Regions from separate parts of the Mus musculus genome. Here all the other regions are linked to region 2. The links are chromatin contacts, called in public Hi-C, HiChIP or PLAC-seq and promoter capture Hi-C maps. All regions are on one chromosome and are shown on one strand. The core of a region is the stretch at or near the end of the contact, and the rest is flanking DNA. Distances in the headings are between cores, read along the strand shown. Region 1 overlaps Gm31127 (a long non-coding RNA gene). Region 2 holds the start of Chst12 (carbohydrate sulfotransferase 12). Region 3 overlaps Foxk1 (forkhead box K1). Region 4 holds the start of 3110082I17Rik (RIKEN cDNA 3110082I17 gene). Region 5 holds the start of Get4 (golgi to ER traffic protein 4).

What was found. Promoter capture Hi-C pulls out the DNA fragments that hold promoters and counts their contacts. A called contact is a pair of places that touch in the nucleus more often than the background predicts. HiChIP or PLAC-seq counts read pairs in DNA pulled down with a chosen protein or histone mark.
Region 1: a promoter capture Hi-C map of liver shows a contact between it and region 2, with 5 times the contacts expected there. The contact joins the enhancer-like site here to the promoter of Chst12 in region 2. A contact is called at or near these places in 7 of 39 promoter capture datasets (the 3T3-L1 cell line, the C10 cell line, the SN4741 cell line and 2 more), 1 of 484 Hi-C or Micro-C datasets (CD4 T cells) and 3 of 115 datasets of contacts at active chromatin or transcription factors (astrocytes, embryonic forebrain and large pre-B cells).
Region 3: an H3K27ac HiChIP or PLAC-seq map of embryonic stem cells shows a contact between it and region 2, with 7 times the contacts expected there. The contact joins the enhancer-like site here to the promoter of Chst12 in region 2. A contact is called at or near these places in 4 of 39 promoter capture datasets (the 3T3-L1 cell line, embryonic stem cells, liver and 1 more) and 5 of 115 datasets of contacts at active chromatin or transcription factors (embryonic stem cells, large pre-B cells, microglia and 1 more).
Region 4: a contact with region 2 is called in a promoter capture Hi-C map of liver, with 2.9 times the contacts expected there. The contact joins the promoter of 3110082I17Rik here to the promoter of Chst12 in region 2. A contact is called at or near these places in 3 of 39 promoter capture datasets (hematopoietic stem and progenitor cells, hippocampal neurons and liver) and 1 of 484 Hi-C or Micro-C datasets (muscle stem cells).
Region 5: a contact with region 2 is called in a Hi-C map of B cells, with 10 read pairs. The contact joins the promoter of Get4 here to the promoter of Chst12 in region 2. A contact is called at or near these places in 2 of 484 Hi-C or Micro-C datasets (B cells and muscle stem cells) and 2 of 115 datasets of contacts at active chromatin or transcription factors (astrocytes and pancreatic cancer cells).

What each region holds. Positions count from the first base shown.
Region 1 is chr5:142,378,806-142,383,950 of GRCm38.p6, forward strand. Gm31127 (a long non-coding RNA gene) reads right to left here. Exons shown (of 4, transcript XR_377178.3): 3 at 2,743-2,802; 4 at 885-1,482. Among named protein-coding and RNA genes, the nearest start is that of Gm31127, 6.8 kb to the right of the region's middle. Within about 2 kb of position 1,891, at least 71 of the 459 cell types and tissues checked have an H3K27ac peak or open chromatin away from gene starts, as enhancers often do.
Region 2 is chr5:140,503,875-140,508,904 of GRCm38.p6, forward strand. It overlaps Chst12 (carbohydrate sulfotransferase 12), which reads left to right and starts at 1,735. Exons shown (of 2, transcript NM_021528.3): 1 at 1,735-1,822. Gm38728 (a long non-coding RNA gene) reads right to left here. Exons shown (of 5, transcript XR_001785006.2): 4 at 4,107-4,205.
Region 3 is chr5:142,439,094-142,443,968 of GRCm38.p6, forward strand. The region is part of intron 2 of Foxk1 (forkhead box K1); the gene reads left to right. Among named protein-coding and RNA genes, the nearest start is that of Ap5z1, 22 kb to the right of the region's middle. Within about 2 kb of position 1,553, at least 384 of the 459 cell types and tissues checked have an H3K27ac peak or open chromatin away from gene starts, as enhancers often do. A contact at or near this core is called in embryonic stem cells, liver, pre-B cells and 1 more, where this site is marked.
Region 4 is chr5:139,457,325-139,461,800 of GRCm38.p6, forward strand. 3110082I17Rik (RIKEN cDNA 3110082I17 gene) reads right to left here and starts at 3,210. Exons shown (of 5, transcript NM_028469.3): 1 at 3,145-3,210.
Region 5 is chr5:139,248,981-139,254,007 of GRCm38.p6, forward strand. Get4 (golgi to ER traffic protein 4) reads left to right here and starts at 3,344. Exons shown (of 9, transcript NM_026269.2): 1 at 3,344-3,639. The coding sequence starts at 3,485. It overlaps Sun1 (Sad1 and UNC84 domain containing 1), which reads left to right. Exons shown (of 23, transcript NM_024451.2): 23 at 1-859.

The DNA of each region.
Region 1 (5,145 bases), core at 641-3,140, 1.9 Mb after region 2:
CTTGGGACATGCTTCCTGTCTTTGTCATTTGAACAGTAATTGGTTTCTGGCAAGCCACGGAGGAGCATCAGCCTCTGCAGGGGAATGACATGTATCTGAGCGTCATATTTTCTGATGTGTTCGACTAAGCGGGACTACAGATGTGCTTGTGTGACTTTTTCTAGGGAGACACCATGACAGACCAAAGAATCAGTTTCACCAGAGTCTCATGGGGGAACCAATGAGTTCCTGGAGTTCCTCATAGGAGCATGGGAGACTTGAAGGAAAGGCAGCTGTATCACTGGAAAGTCTACCCCAGCGTGGGTGACTCAGAAGCTGCAGACCTGGAACCTCCTATGCAACTTGCAGGCAGCTCCACGGAAGAACCTTTTCTTCCCCCATAATTCTTTACTACTTACCTAGCCACAGGAAGGAGCCTTGTGAGTTCTGTAAGTTTCTTGAGCTTCCTGAGTTGTACAAGTTTCCTGTGAGTTTTCCAGACTTCTCCCCCTGCTTTTCTCTATTCCAATCAGAGGAAACAGTTACACAGTGTTGTTGGGGAAAGCTGGGTAGGGAGATTTCAGAGTGAATCTGTATGTTAACTACCTCTTGCTTTGACAACTACAGCTGGGCGAGTATGCTTGGTTAGTGGTTGCCTACGATGCACAGAATTCTGAGTTCGAGACCTACATTTTAAAGGGAGCTCAAGAGGCTTGGGAGGTGGCTCAGTAGGTAAAAGTACTTACTGCACAAGCATAAGGTCTTGTGTTCGAATCCCCAGCACCCACATAGAAAAGCCACATGGTGCCTGATACTCCTGCGCTACTAAGAATGGAGCGAACTTGCTGCTAACTGTCCTAGTTTGCTTTCTGTTGCTGTGACAAAACTGCATCACCAAAAACAAGTTGGAGAGGAAACCGTTTAGTTGGCTTACAGCTTACAGTGCATTATGGAGAGACATCTGGGTAAGAACTGGAGGCAGGAACGGAAGCAGGGATCATGGAGGAACACCGCTTAATGGCTTGTTCCTCATGGCAGGACCATCTGCACAGGGGTGGCATCACCTCCCATGTCTTAGTTAGGATTTTGCTACTGTGAAGAGACACCATGAACAGACACCTCTTATAAAGGACAACATTTAATTAATTGGGGCTGGCTTATAGGTTCAGTGGTTCAGTCCATTATCATCAAGGTGGGAACATGGCAGCATCCAGACAGGCATGGTGCAGGAGGAGCTGAGAGTTCTACATCTTCATCTGAAGGCCACTAAGAGAAGACTGACTTCCAAGCAGTCAGGATGAGGGTCTTAAAGCCCACGCCTACAGTGACACACCTACTCCAACAAAGCCACACCTGCTAATAGTGTCATTCCCTGAGCATATACAAGCCATAATATCCTGTATCAATCATTAATCGAGAAAATGGTAGCAGGGTGTGATGGTGGGCGCCTTGAATCCCAGCACCTTGGGAGCGGGGCAGGTCTCTGAGTTTGGCCAGATTGGTCTGTAAGAGAATTCCATGATAGCCAGAGCTTGAAAGAGTGACACTCTCTCAAATAGAAAAAAAAAAAAAAAAAAAACAGGCTTGCCTACAGGCCAATTAATGGAGGCATTTTCTCAACTGAGTTCCCTGTTCCCAGACAAGGTCTCAGTCTATGCCCATGTACACACTTGTGTGCTTATACCCCCACACCGCCCAAAAAGGGATGTAAAATGACATCATATAGATGAAATCTTACATTAAACCTTAGGAGACTCGTAGACAGCTTGTTCTCCCTCTCCCTTGGAGCATACTAGGCTTCGCAGAGCAGGAAAAAAAAGTGTGGCCCATAGGTACAAGACATCCTTGGCAAACCCGCCTGCCTAGCACAGCTTCCCCACACCACATGGCTGTTACAGGCTGCATTTCGCAAGCAACAGTCAAAAGAAGCAGGCTGCACCTCATCTGTTTCCAATTATCCCAGCACTCTGTGTGTTTAACACAGCTATGCTGTTTCTAAATGGCCAAAAGCCAGGCTGGGGGGCGGGGGGGGGGGGCAGGCCATCTCAGACACCACTTCCTTCCCGAGGTGACACACTTCTTCCCAGAAGTGGGCAACTCTGTGGGCTTTCTGCTTGCTCAAAAATGGGGTGATAGTTCTAGATGGGTGGTGGTGCACATCTGTAATCCCAAAACTTGGGGCGGGGGAGGGAGCTGAAGTTTCAAGTTCAAGGCCAGCCTGGGCTACATGGTAAGACCCTGTCTTTAAAATACAAAAGGAAAGATGTTGCTACCCTCAGCACAGAACCCGTTAGCTCCTAACTTTATCTCCCCACTGTCTTTAAAGCTTTCTTTTCTGAAGTTCACAGTTCTGAAGTTTTCTCATTGAGCACTCCCTCCCTTGGGTCCTGCTCTTTTTATGTTTAATTTATTTTAAATGTTTATTGTATTTTTAAAATTTCTTTTGTTTAGTGGTGGGAGCACTCATACCCAGGGACACATAAGTCTGAGGACAACTTGTGGCAATCGGTTCTCTCCTTCAAACTCAAGCTGTCTGGTTTGGTGGCAAGCTCCTTTAACCCACTTCGCTACCAGGTGACCCTCCCAGTTTTCTCAAATGTAAGTTTTGGTTATGGTTTTAGATTAAATAAAATTTGAAATTAATGCTGAATAACCACATTTGACCATTATTATTGCTGTTGTTGCTGTTTTGACATAGGCTCTTTCTGTGTAGCCCAGGCTGGCTTCAAATTTGCTGTTATTCAACAATGATCTTAAACTCACAATTCTCCTTTCTCAGCTTCGCAAGTGGTGGTATAAGCTGCCATTCCTGGAGAGTAGTACCTAGTAGAAGAACAGTTATTTCAGTTTTGAATGAATAAATAATGTGATTATTGTGAACTTGCTTATACACACAGTGGGAATTCTTAAGCTTCATAGTCACATGACATCATTACTCTGAGAGACTACATGAAATTGAGAATCTGGGGTATGCAGAAACATGGAGTAACTTATATATTGTCGTGTGGGAAGGGGAACCGCTGGAACCCTAGGTGTCTGGCCCCACAGTCTGCCTTGCACACACCCCACACACATGCCAGCACATGAGCAAATTTACCCCAAAGATAGATCTCTGTGATCCTCTGTGTGCATCACAAAGCAAGAAAACACAAAGTTCTATGGTCACAGACCTTTGATCCCAGAGTCGCAGGATGCTGAGGCAGGAGGATTGATCACAAGTTCAAGACCTGACTGGGCCATAGAGCAGTCTCAAGATCAGGCTACATAATTTAGTGAGACCCTGTGTCAAAATAAAAAAGATAACAAATGTGCTCAGTGGTAAAGCACCTGCCTAGAACCCCCCCCCCCCCCCCCCCCCGAGTGAGGAGCTGGGGCGTGGCTCAGTGGTAGAGCCCCTGCCTAAAATCTCCCAGTGAGGGGTTGGGGGTATGGCTCAGTGGTAGAGCCCTGCCTAGAATCCCCCAATGAGGGACTGGGGCGTGGCTCAGTGGTAGAGCCCCTGCCTAAAATCCCCCAGTGAGGGGCTGGGGTATAGCTCACTGGTAGAACACCTGCCTGGAATCCCGCAGTTAATGGGGTGTAGCTCAGTGGTCGAGCAGTTGTGCTATGGATACCAGTACTGAAAACAATTAGTATGTTGTAGGACTTGTTCACATATAAATGGGTCTCTCTCTCTGTGTGTGTGTGTGTGTGTGTGTGTGTATTTCTGGAAGTAGCCTGAGCCTTTTGGTTGTGTTGTGTTTTTGGGAACCTAGTTTGCAGGCTTGAAAAAAGAGGTTTTTAACTGAGAGATTCAATCAGATGGGAAAAGTTCCCAGGAACAACGGCTTTCAGCCCCAGAGGAAAGATAACAGACGCGATCAGAGACTGAAACAGACTCTGAAACACCAGAAGCAACAGGGACCTGTGCTCTGCTCTATTTTTAAGATTTATTTTAGGAGAATGGGGAGATGGTTCAATGGTTAAGAGCACTGGCTGCTCTTGCTGGGGATACAAGTTGGATGGACAACCCCCACATGGTGGCTCACAACAGTCTGCAGCTCCATTCTCAAGATGTCTCTTGCCCTCCTCAGGCCTCTGCAGAACTTCACAAATGCCGTGTATAGACTTAAATGTAGATAAAACATCCACTTATAAAATGGAAACAATTTCATTATACACAGGGTGGTGTATGTATTTATGTGAGTGCAGGTACCCCTGCGGGCCAGAAGAGGGCGTTGGAGTCCCTGAAGCTAGAGCTTTAGGCAGCTGCGAGTCACCCCATGTGGGTGCTAGGAACCAAACTTGTATGCACACACACACACACACACGCGCACAAACATAACACACATACATATCACTCAGACACACCATGCCACACACACATGCACCCATATACCACACCACAACACACATATAAATACATATCACACATATATATATATCACTCCACACACATACATACACACACACCACACATACATATACTACTCCACACGCACACAGACACACATACCACAGTTCACACACACCACACCACACCACACACACAGAGATATAAGTGAATATACATAAAGGTTAGGAAGAAAGGAGAAATCCTACATTTCCCATGAAGAAACTATAAATTCATCCTTAGGCACATATCCAACAAATTCTTTCTGGACACCCACTGTGAGCCAAGTCCATATTCCAGGGGCTCTTTAACAAGATTGCAGAGAACATGCCTGTCTCCTGGGCCTCTTAGCCTAATAGACCCCACAGATTTTATACATTGCTATGCACATACGGAATATTGCAGTCATCTAGCTTCTGGTGGGAAATGTAGACTTGAGTCAATAATATGTTTTAAGTGAGCAAAGAATTCAGGTACTTTGGGGAGGGGGTTGCTTTATTTTGTTTTGTTTGAAATAGGGTTTCAGGCTGGAAAGATAACTCAGTGGCTGAAAGCATTTGCTGCTCTTACAGAGGACCTGAGTTTGGATCCTAGTGCTCATTCGGGGCAGCTCACGCCTGCCTATTACTCCAGCAGACCCATCCTCCTCTGGCTTCTAGGAGCTCCACGCTCATGTGTGCAGACACACAGAAAGAAAATGAATCTTTATTTATTTCTATTTTCTATGTATTGGTGTTTTGCCTGCATGTCTGTCTGTGTGAGGTCGTCAGATCTTGAGGTTACAGACAATTGTT
Region 2 (5,030 bases), core at 485-2,984:
GATTTTGTTTTTTGTTTTTTGTTTTTTCGAGACAGGGTTTCTCTGTATAGCCCTTGCTGTCCTGGAGCTCACTTTGTAGACCAGGCTGGCCTCGAACTCAGAAATCCGCCTGCCTCTGCCTCCCGAGTGCTGGGATTAAAGGTGTGCACCGCCACGCCTGGCTCACAGATGATTTTGAACTTCTGATCCTACTGCCTACAATTCCTGAATGCTGGGGTTGCAGATGTGTGGCATCATGCCTTGTTTATACATTGATAGAGATGGAGCCCAGGGCAGAGCAAGCATTCTACCCCCCCTGAACCACACCTGAGCCCTCGAACTTACAGTTATAGATTGAATTGTGTTCTATCTTCCAGCCCCAAAAGGAAAGAGATGTTGGTGCTCTAGCTCCTAGTGCCTTAGAGATGACCTTATTTGGAGACTGAGCCAGGAGAATGGTAATGAAATGAGGTCATGGGATAGTCCTGATCTTGTCTGGCTGTGCCCTTATGAAAATGGAAATCTGGGCTGAAGTACGCAAAAGGGAGGTAAAGAGAAGGGCTGGAAGATGCTCCTGCAGGGCTCTCTGCAAGAACCAGCCTGCTTGCTACCTCAACTCCTGGCATCTGGCCTGCAGAACCCTAGGAAAAGAGCTGTCCATAGTTGAGGCTGGGTCTGTGTTACAGTTAGAGCAGCCTGAGCAGGTCACACGCACACATGGCAACCCAGGGGACTCAGCTGTAGGTTTTGAATCCTAGTTAGTAAGATGGGATCATCTGCCACCAGAATATAATAAATCTTCCTAGGTTCTGTCCTCTGCCATTCTGTGTCATACTGCTACAGAAAGAGGCTTCTAACCCTAGGCACTGGGAGAGCCCGTTGGCTCGGAACCAGTCCCCTGCTTTGGGAAGGCAGCTCAGTGCTGGGATGTTAAGTGTGCGTCACCACGCTAGCTTTCTTTTGCAGGTGCATGTGTGCACCTCATGTGTGATATGTGGGACTCAGAGGACAACCTCAGGCACCTTCCAACTTCTGTTTGAGACAGAGCTTCTCTTTTGTCTGAAACTTCACCATATAGAGAGGGCTAGGGAGCCAGCAAGCTCCAGACTCTCTCTCTGCCTCCCGGTCTTGCCATACAGGCAAGCACCACGGAGCCTGGCTCACGAGCATGGGCTGTTCACAGGTTCTGTGGATCTGACCACAGTTTCTCACCTTTGTGAGGCGAGCACCTCATTTACCCACTGAATCCTCTCCCCATACCTTGTTTGTTTGTTTGTTTGTTTGTTTTTGAGACAGGCTCTCATTAAGTACGGCTAACCTGGAACTTCCTATCCTACTGCCTCAGCCCCTCCCGTTCCTCCCTCCCCCCTGCCAAGTAGCTGCGGTGACAGCTTGCACCATGCCTGGCTCTCACTAAGAGCTTTACCTGCATGGTCTCTCTTAAGCCCCATAAACTCTGACAGGATTGTCAGCTTGCACAGCCCACGTTGCAAGTTCAAACTGCGAGACAGGCAACGCCCCTTGAGATCAGCCACGCCCCCACTCCGGATTGGTTGCTGCAAAAGGGGCGGGACGCTCAGGGATGGTGGGTGGGACCAATCTCTGGCCGTAAATAAGGTGCCACATGGCACTGGCTGGCGAGGGCAGGAACGGGGAGAAGTGCGCAAGCGCATCCAGAACGGGCGTAGTCCCGCTCGTTAGCTCTCGCGAGAGGATGGAGGGAGGTCTGCCTGGGGGCGGAGCCGCGCCTCGGGCGGGGCTGCTAGCGGGAGGAGGCGATTTCGGCTGCAGAATCAGCATCACCAGCAACAGCAGCAGCGGCGGTGACTGTGGCGGGCGCTAGGTGAGGAGCGCAGGCTCGAGCAGAGCGAGGGGTGCGTAGGAGTCCCGAGTCCTAGGGTGGGGCGATGGTCCATGGTTTGGCGATGCAGATTGGTACCTCCTTCTGCCTGGCTTAGGCAGCTCCCACGTGGTCCCGGGTTCGAATCCCAGTTCTGTCCAGCTGGCTGTGTAACCTTAGCCAAGCGTGCACCTTCTCTGAGCCATCTTCTTGTGCAGCCCTGCAGAATGCGTGGAGGAAGGTGTGGCCACTTGGCCGACCTCCTTTGCAGTAGTAGCGGCTGGCTCGGAGGTTGGGAAAACACCTTCCCAGTTTTGCCTCTGGCTGTTTGGGTGTCCAGGCGAGAAAGCAATTGTTCAGAGACTGTTGTGCTGCAGTGTCCCGGCCAGACCTTGCAGGAGGCTGTCTCCGAAGCCAGGTTTTGTACCGAGCAAGCACTGGCCCCACATCTCACCCCAGTCTACTGAGCATCCTCCTGCCCTGTGCATTGCTGCGGGTGCCCCCAGCAGCAGCCTCATGCCTGGTGGGCCACAGGAAGCCGCGCATTAGTGGCTAACAGTAGGACCTATCTTCTCTTTGGGCTTCTGGCCACGAAGACATCGCTGGCAGACCTTGGGTTCCTTCCGCACATCCGCCTAGCTGTCGCACAGAGAGCTGTAATGTTTGCACCCTTCTTAAATTATTTATTTTATAATCCCACGCTGCGCTGGGAGCCCCGGAATTGAGTGGGAATGTCACCCTCGGGGGAGAACGGGGCTGTGAGCCTTCCATTGCTGGGACAGCACCGTGTGGCTCCAGCCTAGGTAACATGAGTTAGGGCCCTGTTTCCGGGTGTGAAGGAGAGAAAAAAGATTGTTGGGAAACTGCTATGTGCTGGGTATGATACTGCAACTTCGCGAGTTGCCTAAGGTGGAGCGAGTTGCCTAAGGTGGAGCGTGGTGCCAGTTCTTGTGAGCTTAGGCAAGAAGATTGCTGTGAGTTTGAGGGCAGCCTGGGCCGCATAGTGAGGTTCAGGCCAGCCTGGGCTACAGGGTAAGACTCAGACTTAAAACAAAACAACACAAAAATTACAAAAGGGCCTGCCTGTACCTTCATGTTTAATTTCCTTGCTAGGATCTGGGGCTGAGCTTGCTTGTACCCGTATTGTCATGTCGCTTTCGTGGGTCTGCATCTTCAGTTTCCTGCTGTAAGGGCAAACCACCATATTGGGTGGAATGCTGGGAACCATGGGCCCTGGGTAGCTCAGGTCGTCCTGGTTCAGGGCCACTTGAGTGCCAAGTGTATGAAAGACGTTTGCGGTATGCAAAGAGAATGCCAGGAAAGGTGGCACGTACCTGTAATCCCCAAGAGGTGAAGGCAGGAGGGTCTACAGTTGAAGTCTAGCCTGGGCTACATAAAACCCTGTCTCAAAGAAACCAAACAAAAGAAACCCTTAGCATTGAAGACTGGAAGCAGCTAATTCAGGAGACGTTGAGTTGCTGTGCTCATGAGGGGTGGGGCCTGTGGGGGAAAGACTAGTTTCTGGAGGGGCGGGCAAGGAGTTGTGTGCATGTCCATGTGTGTATGCAGGTGCATTGGAGGTCAGAGAATAACGTTGGGTGTCGTCCTCAGGAATGCCATGTCCTTGCTCTTAAACAGACTGGCCTAGAGCTCACCAATTGGCAAGGCTGGCTGGCCTAGGGTTTCAGGCACACAGCACTTAATTGGTTCTGGGGATCTGGACTGAGGTCCGTGTGCTTGCGTGGCAAGCACTGTACCGACTCGGCCATTCTCCCAGCTCTGGGAGGACGGATTTCTGCTTGAGAAGAGCCTTATGCCCTGCTGGAGACCAGGTTCCATTGCTGGAGATTGCAGTTGAGGTGTGATGGGAACCAGGACCAGGTCTGTCAGAGGTAAACTCGTGATGCTAGAGGGAAGGGCAGGGAAGCTTGGGGTGTAGGGAGATGCAGTGCATGACATTGTGGGTGTGGCTCAGTGGTTAGGGGAGGTGGTGCAGAGCCAGAGTTCCCCCAGGGCTTCTCTGGGCAGTGAGGCTCTCTGTACGATTCAGTAAGAACTGGGCAGAAGAAAGAAGCAATGCAAGTCTGGGAGCAGCAGCCAGGTTCCTGCTGGTCCCCACCCCCACTGCACTGGGTGGTGGAGGAGACGTGGGAAAGTGTGTGGTTTGTAGACGCTAAGAATCTGTGACATTGAGGACCTCCAGCACAAGGCACGCGTGCTTGGGCTCAGAGTCTGGGAAAACCCGAGAGAAGAGAAGAGAAGAGGGGCAGGCAGAAGGGATGCTCACACTTAGATGCCTGTGGACTCAGTTCATGATCAGTACCACATGATCACCGGAGCTGGGTGGGGCGGTGATTGTGTTCTAGGAAGGCCAGGCCAGAAAGTACTGTGAGGGAAAACAGCCTGGTTACTCATAAGACTGAAATAAATCAGGTGGGAAAACACCACGCACGCACGCACGCACACATCCATATACACACATACACATTCACATGCACACACACACATACACATTCATACACACATGCACACACACATTCACACTTACACACTCACACACATTTTTGTTTGGCTGTCTAGGAGCTTGCTCTATAGTCCAAGCTGGCTTTGAATTCAGAGATCAGCCTGTCTCTGCTTCCCAAGTGCTGGGATTGAAGATGTGCACCACCATGCCTGGACCACTATATAGTTTTTAAAACAGGGTCTCATGTAACCCAGGCTGGCCTCATTTTCCTCTGTAGCTGAGTTGACCCTGCCCTCCTTCCTGATTCTACTGCCTGTGCCTCCCAAGTCCGGGGGTTACTGGCACGAGCCGCTCTGTACCTGGTTTATGTGTGCTAGAGGTAGAACCCAGCATGTGCTAGGTGAGCCAGCTGAGCCGTGCCCTCAGCCCTGGACTACCATTTTCAGCCGCTTAGGTCTTCACTTCACTTAGTAGCCAGAACATGGTGTGTGCCTATAATCCCTGTACTGGAGAGGTGGAGGCAGGAGGAGCTAGAGGAGGAGAAAGAGATGGAAGAGCTGAAGGAGGAGGAGGAGGAGGAGGAGGTAGAAGGAGGAGCTGGAGAAGGAGGAACTGGAGCCGAGGGGCTAGCTGTGAGTTTCACACCCCTTTAGTGTGTAAGCCCCTGCTGATGGCTGTCGCTGGCCCACAGATGTGGCTGGAAATAGCCCGCCCTCTCACATAATACTTCCTGCTGTTAGCCAGTGA
Region 3 (4,875 bases), core at 303-2,802, 1.9 Mb after region 2:
AGTTTGTTACCCAGGCTTGCCTGAAACTTGCAGTAATCTTCCTGACTCAGCCTCCCAGATGCTGGGATTGCAGGTGCAGGTGTTTGTTTATATAAAATGAATGATTCAGTCACTGAGAGACTGAGGGTTCCTCACAAAGCCCCTCCCACCAGTGGTTCTTGTCACCTATTGCTGGGGCTCCTGGCTTCCCAACAGTTAAGAAAGTTGTAGCCTTTCTGTTATTTACATGGGAAATCATGTGGCTTTGAGCAAGCACACGACACTCACATGAGAAACAGGTGGGGCAGCCCTAAAAGCATGTTCAGGGCCAGCCTGGGCTACTGAGTAGGACCAAAATGAGCCTGGGCAACAAGTGGTACCCTGTCATCCTGTAATAAGAAGAGGACCTGGATGAGTTCAGGGGTAGACACTTTAGGGGCCTGAAAGGGGCCCTAGGTTAGCCCGGCATGGCATGGTGGCACACACCTGAAATCCCAGCACTTGGGAGCTGAGGCCAGAGGGTCACATCAAGGCCAGCCGGCTACGTTATTTGTTATAGAAACACCAGGACTATATAGTGAGGCCTCATCTCCAAACAAACAAACAAACAAACAAAGGCTCTTGGTTCAATATCCAGTACTAGGTAGGGTACGTGATTGTGGGATTGAATAGTGTAGTTTTTTGTGTTGTTTGTTTGTTTTTGAGACAGGATCTCACTTTGTAACTCTGGAATTCACTACATAGGCTGGCCTCAATTATCCTGTGTGCGTCTGCCTCCCCAGAGCTGGGGCTAAAGGCACAAGCATGCCTGGCTTCAACGTTTCTCATTGACAATACAAAGAAAAAGTGGTGCGTGCTGGGAGTGGGGCTGGTTGGTGGAGCGCTGCTTGCCAAGAAAGCCTGCAAGATCCTGAGCACTGATAACAGCAGACGCAGTGGCCCATGGCAGCCCCAGCTCTGGGCAGGTGGAGGCTGGAGGATCAAAAGCCGTGTGTAATACCCCAGCTACATGAGACCCTGTCTCAAAAACAAAACAGCAGCCAGCTGGCTAAGACACTGAGTGATCATAGGTCGGGTGTAGAGTGGCTTTTGGTCAGGTGGCACAGTGGCTGTAAAGACCTCCCCCTCTCCCCGAACCCCCGCCCAGCAGTTGGTGCTTTGGTGTCCCCAGTGCTCCCTTGGAGTCCCGACTTTGTGTCTGCCACATTCCTGGTACTGCTGGGAGGGGGCAGGCCCTTGGCTCCTCCTGAGTTCCCACGGGTGCGTGGTCACTCTGTCCGCAGTCGCTGTTGACAGTGGCTTGGGACTTGCTCTGGACTCCCTGGGCCTTTAAGTGTCACAACAAAAGATCTCTGTTGACATCCGTTTATCTCCACACTGAGGAATTCCATTGAGCTTTTGTAAAGCTCAGCGGCCGGCCGCTGGAGGTTCGCCTGCCAAGACTTTCTCAGTTTGAGTTTCTGTGTAGGGGTGGAGCCCACGTGTTTACAAACACGCCCTGCCCTTCCTCTCCCAGGCAGCGGGAGCCAGGGTGGGGCAGGCTTGGGGAAAGGGTTTGACTTCCCAGCCCGCAGCAGTGGGCCCCGCCCTGCTCAGTCTGCTTGCCTAATTTGGTGAGCTTTGCTAGCGGGTCCCTATTGGCCGACCTGGGCACCGAAGGCTTGGGGACCTCCCAGCTGTGGCTCCTCCCTCCATGGAGCGGATCCCAGGGTTCGGTACCTTTGCCTCACTCCACCCCCCCCCCACCCCCCCCCCACCAGGCTGGCTTCAGTTTGTTGGGTGGCTCCTTATTTCCCAGGGCGGGTTGTTCCGCTGTGGTTTTGAGTTGTGTGTATGTTGGGTTTTTTTGGGGGGGCTGTCCCTGCCTGCAGGGCTCCGCCCAGCAGATGAATGAGCTCTTTGAAAGAAACTGCAGCTTCGGCAGTGTTTTGACCTTTCTTTCTGTGAAGAGCAAGTGATTTAGGAAAACAGGGAGCTGGTTAATCATTTGCTGAGGCTACTGAGGCTAAAGCAGGCTCCGTGGGACTACACTTCAGCAGACTGCCATAGCAGCCATGAAAGTAGCCTGTGGGTCCCAGCACCAGGCATTTACCAGGAATCCCTGCACCCAGGGCGCTGAGGCAGGAAGATTGCAGATCTGAGGCCAGCCTGTCTGGCTGAAACTGGGAACTCAGGGTTCGCTTCTGTTACAGACCCTGTCCCAAAATTAAGATGGAAAGGCTGGTGGGATGGCTCAGTGAGTAAAGGAAGGTGCTCCCTCCCGAGCCTGAAGACCTGAGCTCAGTCCCGAAGCCGCATGGTGGAGGGGAGAGCTGAGTCCCTAAAGTTGCCGTCTTCCACACCCAGGCTGTGCAGTGCCGTGCCCGCCCCCTGCATGTACACGTGTAGCAAAGGTTAGCAGTGGTGATGTGAATGAAGGGAAGTCGGCATCAGAGAACTGGCCCCCTTAGTCATGGAGCTGTAGTACAGTTCTACTTTACTGCGGGCTAGGGCTAGCTCAGTCTCCTGTGCTCTCGGAGATTTGCGTTTGGAGAGCACCCCAGTCTGCATCAGAAGTCTAGCACCCCACCGAGCCCCGCCCCTCCCCTCCCCACCCCAACCCACTCCCAGCCTTAGTTTCACTTGCTTGTGGTTTCAGTTATGCACAGTCCAAAAATACCAAGTGGAAAACTGCAGAAAATGAGCAAGTTACAAGTCTTCAATCAAGTGCAGCGCTGCATAGCTCCTCCCCTGTGTGTGACTCCCTGCCCAGTGTATCTGGTGGGTGGCTGGATTACCCAGTCTGCACTGTGGGCTGGGGATGAAGCCCCATGGTAGATCACTTAACCTGGCATGCATCAGTACTGGGAGAGGGCGGGGAGGGTCAAATTCAGGCGTGCCAAAGACCAGCAGCACAGCAAGTTCTGCCGGTAAGTTACAGGCCACGCTTTATCGTGGAGTAGGAACGTAGGAACGTAGGAAGCGATGGTGTGTGTCAGGCTCTGTGCTGTCTAGGACTTCAGGGACACCTGGAGGTCTCTGCATGCGTACCTCTGGAAAAGGAGCCTCCTGAATGCTTGTCTTCCTGGCAAACTTTGGTGCTTCCTTCAGGTTGTGTAACCTTCCTGTGATCACATTAGAACTTGAAGGCGGCATCGAATGTTCTAGGCATCTACGGACACTGAGTCTGCTGTTTCCTGTCCCTGTCTGCACCAACAGGCCTTACCTTGTTTCCTTTCCCATCTGACAACTTGGTTTCTCCCCACCAGCGGGTTTAGGGCCCTCCGTGTTCCTTTGGCCTGTCCCTGCTGTTTGTGTGTCATCCTGCACTGTCTGGGGTGCTGCAACATTGGGTTTCCAGTCGAGCTTGGTGGGGGCCATCCCAGTTCTCCTGGGATCCCAGTGGCTGCATCTGAGGTGTGTGTCCCTGTGTAGCACCACTTGGGCTCTGTCTCATCAGCCTGCAGGGAACTTTTGTATGGTCACCGTGTCTGCACTGGACAGCCCTTCCTCCCCAGATGTCGCACCGGTGAGAAGTCTTCGAAAAACATAGACCTGGCCTGGCAAAGGCCTGAGAGCCCAGATCCAGTATCAGACCCCCAGATATAGGGCGATGGCTCCCCTCTCCTGCCGTAAGACTGCCTAAAGGTAGCTGATATTGGGCTGGGCTGGTCAGTGGTGAGACCAAGTTCAGATCTCCAGAACCTATGCAAAGATAGCGTATAGCCCAGCTAGCTGAGCTGTCCTCTGACCTGCACACATACATGCATACATACATATATAATTACATATACACACATCATATGCACACGATTTTTAAACGAGTACCTAATATTAGGGTGTTTTCCACCTTGGGTACTTTGTGGTTTCAGAAGCAAAGTTAATCTTTTGAAGGAGCTCCAGGGACTTAAGTAACATGACACTTACCTTAGAAGAACACATTCTTTTTGAAAACAAAAACAAAAAACAAAACAAAACAAAATCCATGTATTTATTAGTATGTATGTGCGCGCACACACCGTGCTACACCCTTCTACCACGCAGGCAGGTTCAGGGAACTGAACTTGCATTGTCTGTCAGGCTTGCCTGCAAGCACCTCACCTGCACAGGGTACCTCACCTGCACAGGGCACCTCACCTGCACAGGGCACCTATCTCACCTGCGCAGGGCACCTCACCTGCGCAGGGCACCTCACCTGCGCATGGCACCTCACCTGCGCAGGGCACCTCACCTGCACAGGGCACCTCACCTGCACAGGGCACCTACCTCACCTGCGCAGGGCACCTCACCTGCGCAGGGCACCTACCTCACCTGCGCATGGCACCTCACCTGCGCAGGGCACCTCACCTGCGCAGGGCACCTACCTCACCTGCGCAGAGCACCTCACCTGCGCAGGGCACAGACATGCTTGAGGATAAGTCTGCAGTGTTTGCCTCTGAAGATCTTCCTTCTCTGCCCTTTTGTTCAAACTCAGCAGTAAATGGTGGGTGTCGTGCGGTTCCCACAGTGGAGGGACTCCCCTAGGGCCCCTCTGGCTTGTCCCGCATGGCCTGCCCTTTGCAGGCGTCCTTCTGCGTCAGGGCCTCGTGTTTCCGAGAGGGACTTTGGATTTCACGTCTCCTCCCTCTCCCCAGTAAAGTTCCATCGTCTTTGGTTCAGCTCCTGCCAGAGTCTCCTATTGTATGTGTGTCACAATTACGGGGCCCAGCCATTTCCTTCCTTGTACTCTGTCTTGTTTTCCCCATCTTGGGGTTTGTAATTCCCCTTTTCTGTGTGGTCCAGCGTGCTCGGTGTCCCGCACCCTTCTGGCAGGCTGCTGCCTCCGCAGCCCGGCCCTGGCTCTAGGTAGGACCTTCTGACCCACGAGTGGTCTTCCTCCTCATCCAGGACTTCCGGGAGGAAAAGGTTCCATCCTGG
Region 4 (4,476 bases), core at 1,960-4,459, 1.0 Mb before region 2:
ATTAACAATGTAATAAGAAATCTTAAAAGAAGGAGAAAATGTTGACACAGGGACACTGGAAATAGGGGTGGTGACGCCAGCCAATTACCTCGTCAGAGAAATAAGGCAAGTTCAGCAAATATTTACACACCACTTAGGAGAGAAGCGAGGCCTGCGTTCACCCTGGAAGTTAGCGTTAAAAAGTTAACCAGGAAGTCTATTTGCGAAGAAGATGGTTCTAATGTTACCAGGTTCTAAGAGACAGCAGCTCCCAACTGAGGCAATGAGGGTTTGTTCTAGTGAGCATCTGCGTTTGTTTGTGGTCAAGTGACTTTCAACAAGGGTACCGTGACAATTCAAAGAGCACTCTATCCACCAGCTGCTGGAAGACTGCTGAAGAGTCACGGGGGAAGTGAGTATGCACTCAGAACTCACGCAGGGCGGACCAAGCCCCACATGTCAAAGAGTCCAAGCCTAATACACTTCTGTTTATACACAATATAGACCAGGCTGACTTTGAACTCACGGAGATCCGCCTGCCTCTGCCTCCTGAGAGCTGGGAGTTGGATTTAACAGGTCAGCCTACGATTGCTAGACTCTCCAGGGATGAGCCCTCATGGCCCTGGAGAACACTGTGTTCTCTCAGGTAAAATACCAGGAGCTAGGGCTGGCGAGATGGCTTAGGGGGTAAGAGCACTGACTGCTCCTCCAAAGGTCCTGAGTTCAAATCCCAGCAACCACATGGTGGCTCACAACCACCTGTAATGAGATCTGACGCCCTCTTCTGGTGTGTCTGAAGACAGCTACAGTGTACCTATGTATAATAATAAATAAATCTTTGGGCCTGAGCGAGCGGGGTTGACCAGAGTAAGCAGGGGTCCTAAAAATTCAATTCCCAACAACCATCTGTACAGCTACAGTGTACTCACATACATTAAATAAATACCAATAACTAGATAGTCAAGAGAAAAATAAGCTGGACTACCTCATAACTAAAACCTTCTGTCCTTGGGCTGGAGAGAGGCTCACTGGTTACCAGCTTTTGCAGAAGACCCAAGTTGGCAGCACCCATCTCAGGCAGCTCAAAATCAACTGTAACTCCTGCTCCAGATCCAACACCTCTGGACACACACACACACACACACACACACACACACTTAAAAATAGAAATAGAAAGGAGCTATTGAGATGGCTCATAGGTTAAGAGTACTTACAACTCTTGCAAAGGACCTAGGTTCAGTTCCCAGCATCCACACGGTGGCTCACAGCTACCTGGAACTCTCCTATCACCACCTCGAATCTCGCCATAGGAGAGGCAAGATGACAGATTCACACACTGCATCCAGCTTTTTATGTAAGTCCCAGGGATCGAACTCAGGTCCTCAAGCTTGTGCGGCAAGTGCTTTTACCCACTGAGAACTCCGGTTCTCGGAGATCTGACGCCTCTTCTGAGCTCCATGGGATCCTACGCACACATGGTATACACACACACACACACATTAGCAATTTTAAAAAATAAATGAAAATAATAAAACAAAATTTAAAAGCTTCTCCCAGGGAACAGTGCCAGCAAGAAAGTAAAGACAACTCAGAGCAGTGCTTGTCTCACACATTACAGGCAGGAAATCTGCATGTGGTGGAGCCTGAGAAGAACTCTTTTTGTTTTTCTGCTTTTCAAGACAGGGTTTCTCCATAACCTGGCTGTTGTGGAACTCCCTCTGTAGAGCACACTGGTCTCAAACTCACAGAGATCCACTTGCCTTTGCCTCTAGGGATTAAAGGCATGCATGGCCACCACCACAGAATAACTCTGGCAATTATACAATAAAAGAATTTGGGCACCAGGTGGGGTGGTGCACACCTTTAATCCCAGAGCTCTAGAGGCGGAGGTGGGAAGATCTCTGTGAGTTCGAAGCCAGCCTGGTATACAAAGGGAGTCTAGGACAGCCAGGGCTTGCTATACAGAGAAACCTTCTCTCAAAAAACAAAACAAAAACCAAACAAAAGAAGTGGTGGGGGAGGGGGAGAAAGCAATATGGTTCAGCAGGTAAAGGCGCTTGCCACTAAGCCTGAAGACCTGAGTTCCGTCCCTGCCTAGCCTGTCGAGTCCACTGTCACATACAAGGTAGATGGCTGCTGGGGACCACCTAAAGTTGACCTCTGGCACACACACACACTGCAAACTCTAGAATGGGCAAAGGTCTTGAACAAACAGTGAAGAACATGAAAAGATGCCCAATGTCACTAGTCCTTTAGGAAATGAAATCCAGAGGCACTGACTGCTGCTTCATGCAGCAAGGAAATAAGAAGACAGAGGGCTAGGAGTTCTCAGTGGGTAAAAGCACCTGCCGAACAAGCCTGATAATATGAGTTCGATTCCTGGGACTTACATAAAAAGCTGGATGCAGTGTGTGAATCTGTCGTCTCGTCTCTCCTATGGTGAGATGGAAGGCAGAGACAGGGGGGTAAGCCTGGGGTACACAGTGCAGCAGCAGAAACCAGAAAGACTATGCCTCAGCAAGCTCAAAGAAGGAACAAGACTCCCTTAAATTATCTCCATGGTACCTAAGACCATTAGTAAGAGATCTTCTACAGTCAAAAACCTGGGCTCCCTAGATCTGGGATTCTTATTCTGGCCCCCGTTTCTTCCCAGAGCCTTGAGTGACACCGATACAGAAAAGGAACCCAAAGAATCTTTTTTTTTTTTTTTTTTTTTTTGAACGGAGTCTCATTTAGAAGACATGGCTAGACCGAGCTAGCGGCAATTTTTTTCAGTCCCAGCCTTCAGGATACTGAGACCACAGCTGTGTACCACCACACCCAACTTGTAAGAATGGATACATGGAAGGACTGTTGGGTGCATGAATAAGTGGGTGGGTGGATGAAGGATATAGATGAATGGATGGGTGGGTGCCTGGATGAATAGGTGGGTGGACGGATGGATAATTGGGTAGAGGAGTGGATGGACGTTTAAGTAGACGGAGGAGTGGACGAATGGCTAAGTGGTCGCCTGTATCAACAGGGGTAAATGGGTAGGTGGGTGGTTGAATAGATCTCTGGAAATCCACGTGGAGAGCTGCGCAGAGACGCACAGCCCGGCCCAGGACCGCGTCTCCCCGGGCGGATGCGACAACCCCCCGTCACCCCACCCTACCCAGCACGCACCTGCAGCTCCCACTCTCGCACACCTCTGCCACGCGCCTCCACCACCAGCTCAGCAGGTTCCGCGCCGTCCCGCCCTCAGAAGATCAGCGCTATCCATTGGATCGGGAAGGCGTCCATCTTCCAGCCAGCCAATGGCCGCCGCATGGGAGGGCGCAGCCCTGGCGCAGGATATTGGCGTCATCTCTCTGAGCTGAGAGCGCAGTCAGTTGCCAGGGCAACACCTGGTGGCGTGGGCACGTGCGGCCGAATTCTGGCCGCTGGTGCTGGGCTGAACAGATAGAACACCTCTCAGAGAATTCCAGCAGGTAAAGTTAGAATATCCGAGGGGTGCCGGGCTTGGAGGTGCACGCCTTTCGTCCCAGCCCTAGGGAAGCTAGGAAGAAGGATTAGGAGTTCAAGGCTATCCTCCGCTGTGTAGGGAGTTCAAAGTCGGACCCTGTTGTAGCCTATAATCCCAGCACCAAAGAGATAGAGGGAGGAGGATCAGAAACTCGGGGTCTTCTCGAGATTCATAAAGGCCAGTGAGATGCCTCCGACGGTAAAAGTGTTTATTGTAAAGCTTGGTAACGTTAGTTTGATGTCCAGGATCCATAAATCGGAAGGAAAATCAATTCCCACAAGCTGTCTTCTGACCTCTAAACACACACACACTAAATAAGTAAATATGTACATTTCATAATATATGTATGTGTACACACACACACACAAAGTAGTGAAGAAGTAATGTAAAGGGTCTGGCATAGCTGTCACTGGCCTTGTAACAGGGCCATAGACCTTAGTAGGCCACCAGACCTTAGCACACTGACTCCACATTGGAAGTACCATGAGGCTGTAAAACTTAGCAGCACATAGACAGCACCACCTGCCCAAACTAAAACAAGGGCCTAGTCCATCAGAGTCCATATAGTGCTGGGAAAGTCTCAACACACACTAACCTTGCTTTCCAGCCTCTCTAGTTCCACTTCTGGTTTACTCTTCTTTTTAACTGTGTGTCAACTCGGAACATGGTTTTAGTGCTTAAAAAATCACCTGGAAAAAGGCTCAGTGCTACACTAGGATTCCATCACCCAGTGTAGTTGCTGGACAGCTAATAAAGATTTTCTATTGGCTTAAACCATGTCTAGCAGTCTTCTCTTCAGAGTACCCCACAACAGCCTTTAATTCCAGCATTGGGTCAGAGGCAAGTGGATCTCTACAAGTGTGAGGCCAGCCTGGTCTACATAGTGTGTTCCAGGTTAGCCAAGGCTTAGTGAGACCCTGCTTCAAAATGACAAAATTACAGATGGAGTGGGTGTGATTTATTGCTGATGCTGCTAGCCAACTAAGAGGAGA
Region 5 (5,027 bases), core at 2,094-4,593, 1.3 Mb before region 2:
ACTGTCTGCTTTGAGCTGGGACTCCTCTGATTCCCCAGGGGAGTAGATCGGGCTTTGCAGAAGAGCAGTGGGGTGTGCACACCATGAATGGTGCTCTTGGGTCTCAGCCAGGCCGTTCCTGGCAGATCACAGAATGGACAGGAACCTTGAGAAGGGATGCTCTGCTGTCCTTGAGCTATGAGTCTCTGCTGAAGGGGGAACACTAAGGTGGTGCTAGTGGCTGCCACTCTTGGTCTTTATCACAGCAGCATTCTGTGCTGCCCTTGGGTTTGCCTCTACACCATTATCAGCCCTTCTCACTGATTCAAATTTGGGTATATTTAATATTTAGACTTTTGTGAGTAGACTTTATAACTGATACATCATCTGGACACTTAAAAGTGTTTAGATGTCTTACCTAAAGAATTGTTAAGTTTCATTGGTTAGACAGCCTTGGCAGAATACAAAGCTCACCTGCTGGGGCTCAGAGTTCTGGGATTTCTCGCATGTTGCAAGCAGCCCTTAAGACAGTGGCCCAAAGCACATCCCACTCCATAGGGTTAGAGCCACTGCCTGTGTGGCCAGGTTGTGTGGGATGCACACATTTTGCATACTCAAGGTTACATGCAGAAGTCAGAATTTCCTATATTAAACTAAATTGGGGAATTGGGGGTGGAGATATTTCAAATATTTATTTTTAAAGATGCAAGATAGGACTTTGTGCAATGTATTTTTGTAAATGCTTTTCAAAACACTTGTCTTTGGTAGTGCTTCTACTGCCACTAAATTAAGATGCTATTGAGATGTTTAAATAAAAGAGTTAATTTTTAAAAGTGCATGTGCGATTTCAAGTGATTAATAAAAGTGTGTATTTCTTTTCTTGGCTTGTCTTATCTCTGCCCATGTGAATGGGAGGGATTGCTAGGTTGTGTGCTTGAAGAGTTCCTGCTAAGTCCTGCAGGCACTGCCACTGTCACTCAAGCCTCCGCCAGCCTCTTCCTGCTTAGAGGAATCCGCTCAGAGACATTCCAGTCAGGCTCAAAGGAAGTGGGCCCAGAGGCTTTGGGTCTGGATGTGGTCACAAGGCCCTGAGCTCAGCTTCCAGAGCCAGAGCACCTTTCTACTACAGCCTGCCGAATATATTTTTGGAGCATTTTTCATACCTTTTAACAGCTCTGGTTCCTACCATGTATACAGAAGTGTCACGTTGATTTAAGCATCCTCAGTTCATAGGCTTTCCTTTACTTTTTTTCCCTCTCACCCTAAGACAAGGTTTCTCTGTTTAACCCTGGCTCTTATATCTTAGAACTCACTCTGTAGACCAGGCTGGACTCGACGTCCAATCTGCTTGCCTCTGCCTGAGTGCTGAGCCCACACCATGCAGCTGTTTCTCTGTCTCTTTCTCTCTCTCTCTTTTTAAAGATTAATTTTATGTATATGAGTACACTGTAGCTGTCTTTAGACACACCAAAAGAGGGCATCAGATCCCATTACAGAAAGTTGTGAGTCACCATGTGGTTGCTGGGAATTGGACTCAAGACCTCTGGGAGAGCAGTAGGTGCTCTTAACCACTGAGCCATCTTTCCAGCCCCTAGCTGTTTCTGTTTTAAAGAGAAGCCTGTTACTAGGGCTTTGCTCTCTTGAGGACCTGCTAAACATCTTGAGAGAATTCCAGCCAGGAGGGTAGTGCTCACCTTTAATCCCAGCACTCAGGAGGCAAAGGCAGGTGGACCACTGTAAGTTCAAGACTAGACTGTTCTACATAGCAAGTTGCAGAACACTCAAACAGAGCAATATAATAGGCCCTATCTAGGAGGGGAAAAAGTTCCAAAAAGAATTTATGACAAACTGTACTACACTGTCCCATCCAGACAAGTCATCCCCTGGTCGGACACTCATGCAGCATGAATCACTTGCCCCTTTGTTACTAGGTGTCTGGATCATCAGGTAGAATGCTGTATCCAAGTGGTCCTTCCTTATGTGGTAGTGCCCACAGAGCATCATCCCTCTTCACAGAAGGGTGAGCACGGTACTGTCAGAGTGTTGGGAACCAGCAAAAGACATTTATTCTAAGTACTACCATCTTGTTTTCAGGCTCCATTTAATCATATCAAGAAACCAAGCTCCCAGGCCCTAGGGGAGCTAGGGACTTCCCAATAGCTTACTTTGAACAGCTTCTGTTGTAAGGAAATAGTTGTCTTGAGTCCAGACATCTCGAGGACAACTTCATCTTGCTGGCAGGGTCAAACTAATGTTTATGTTTCCAGGCCTAGGAACCAACCTATCCTGATACAGTGGGAACGCCCTTGTCCAACCCCTTACGACGGATTATGATTAGACAGTGCTACAGCCTGCCCACCCACCTCCCCCTTTCTCTATATTTTCATCCTTTAGGCTGTACAGTATTCCCTCAGGGTTTTACTTCAGCTTCATCTGCTCTGCGGCCCTGACCAATAGCGGCTTGATTACCTGCGTTGACCTGGTGTCTTGAGTTATGTTGGTTTTAGGTTGGATTTAAGCGGACCCCACAGCAAGAGATCATGTTTACAGACTCCTTAATCTGTTACCATGCTTTCTGCTTGCACATGGGTGTGGTGCAGAAAATGCTAGTCCAGCTGGCCCGGGTGCAGGCATAAAAAGTAGGTAAGTTGAGGCAGGAGAGTCACAAGTTCAAGGGCCAGAGTAAATGGAAGGCTGAGAGTGTGTAGCTGACAGAAATGAACGCCCTGAACTTCATCTCCAGCATCCAAACTCATTATTTAAGGATATGTGTAGGGTTTTGTAACCTGAGTTTTGGATGCTGTCAGAGGACAACTCTGACCCTGGCCAGCACCTCCCATCCTCCCCCAATTAATCATGACCTTCCTCCCTTCTCTGCTGTCACCTGCTCCAACCACAGCCAGGTCTTCTTGGAGACATTACAGGTTCTAGCCTGAGCATACTGCCCTGTCCCAGATGTCACTAAGGATGACTGCCACCTGGAGGGGCACTCCCCGGGCAGGTGTGAGACAGGTCAAAGCTTCTAAAATGTGTCTGGTTCATCCATGCGCTAAGGGTAACTTCAGGGGGCGCGCGAATAAGACGCCTCATCGCTGAGTCTTCTGCCTCAGTTTACTTGCGCAGCCTACGTGGCTGATTACATTGTGCAGTGATGACACTAAGCTGGGGACAGCTCAGCGTGTAGTCCCGCCCAAGACCTCGGTCCCGCCCACTCTCGCAAGACTACAAACAAGTTCCCGCGATAGTCTGAGAGCCCCACCCCGTCGGCTTTTCCTGGCCTGTGTTCTCAGGGTCCTTCTCAGACCCCCCCTCAGGGGCGTGTCCTCGCGCGGCTCCCGCGATCCCGGCAGGCTCCGCCTCGATCACGTGCGGCCCGCGGCGCGCCCGCCCTCGCACGGCTCCTCGCGGCCACCGTAGAAGGAGTGCGGCGGCCGCAGGGACGGAAGCCGGGAGGCGCCGCCGACCGCGCCTGCGACAGCGTCAGCTCTGCGCGGAACGCCGGCCCATGGCGGCGGCGGCGGCGATGGCAGAGCAGGAGGGCGCCCGCAACGGCGCCCGCAACCGCGGCGGCGTCCAGCGCGTGGAGGGCAAGCTGCGTGCTAGCGTCGAGAAGGGCGACTACTACGAGGCGCACCAGATGTACCGGACCCTCTTCTTCAGGTGGGCGCGGGTGGCGGCTTAGCGCCGAGGCCCCACCTCCGCTGTTGCTCATTGGCTGCGCTGCGGCGCCCCGCACCCTCATTGGTTTATGCGGCTGCCTGTCGCGGAGCAGAGCGGGGGCGGCGGGCTTGTACTACTCGGCAGGGCCTCCTCTTCTCTGCCTGGTTCCCCCTCCTCCTCTCTCGGCCTCGTCTTTCTGAGTCCCTGCCTTACTCTCAGAGCTGCCCTTCCCCCGTCCTTCCTTCCTTCCTTTTCCCAGGCCTCCTTCCCCAGCCAACTTCTTCTCAGGCCTCCCCTTCCCTGGACTCAGTTTTATCACTAGCCTCTCTCCTCTTCACTTAGGCCTCCTCCCTCTTACAGGCCTCTCTTCCCGCCACTCCTTCTCTATCACACCCTCTTCCTCGCCTGGCCTCCCTTTCTCTGAAGGCTTCCGCTGGTTGGCGAGTCCTGTTGTCAGAGTAGTCTCACCTAGTCCTCCCTTCTGTGGCCAGTGATTGGAATTGCACAGCCGGCTAAAGTGTGGTCAGATGCTGACACCGTGGGCCAGCCTGTGGCCATCTGTATTCCTGCCTCTGTGCATCTGCCAGCTGATAATTCCTACGTAGAACTTTATTCCTGACTACAGGACATCAGCATTTCTGCTCCATGTCCGTAGTGTGGGTTTGGCCCCTGTGCCCCTTAGACCTACTTTTCGTTTTAAAATACGTTTTGTTTTAGGGCAATTTTAGGCCTTCAGTAAAAGGAGTGGAAAGTGGTTATCTTGTACCAGTTGCACATTATCATCCACCCATTACTGTCACCTAGGGCCCACGTGCTGTGGAACTCCTCCTACAGTCACTCCCTCTAGCTTGATCTGAGCACGGTGTGTTCTGTGGGCTGGATAAAGCTGCCATGACAGTGGATGACACTGTACACAGTGGCCTCACTGCCTTGAAGCCCTGTTGGGGGCTGAAGAATCAGTGCTCTGGGAACCCTCTGGCTCGTGAGTGATACTTGTTTACATCTGAGGACAATTCCCACTTCCCACATGCCCAGATTGAGCCTGGCAAGTAGCCAGGTGGACATGGGAGGGAGGGGCATGGTTAAGGCCACACGCAGTAGTTAGCAAGCCATCAGGGACCAGCCTTGCAGTATTTCCCTCCGTAAGTGCTCAGTCCAGGGGGTTGGCAGGTGTGGGATGAGCCTTGGCGTCCTTGGTGTCAAAGACTTCCTGTTTTCTTTACCTATTGGGCGCCCTGGATTTGGAGCAGCGGGGTTTAGTCAGCTTATCGAAACATTAGCCCTTGCTCTAATCACAGGTTACCTGAAGGGCAGCCTTGTTGGGGAATTTTTCTGTAAACTAGACACTATAAATACAAACCAGTCTGGCGACATCTAGTTTCATCACA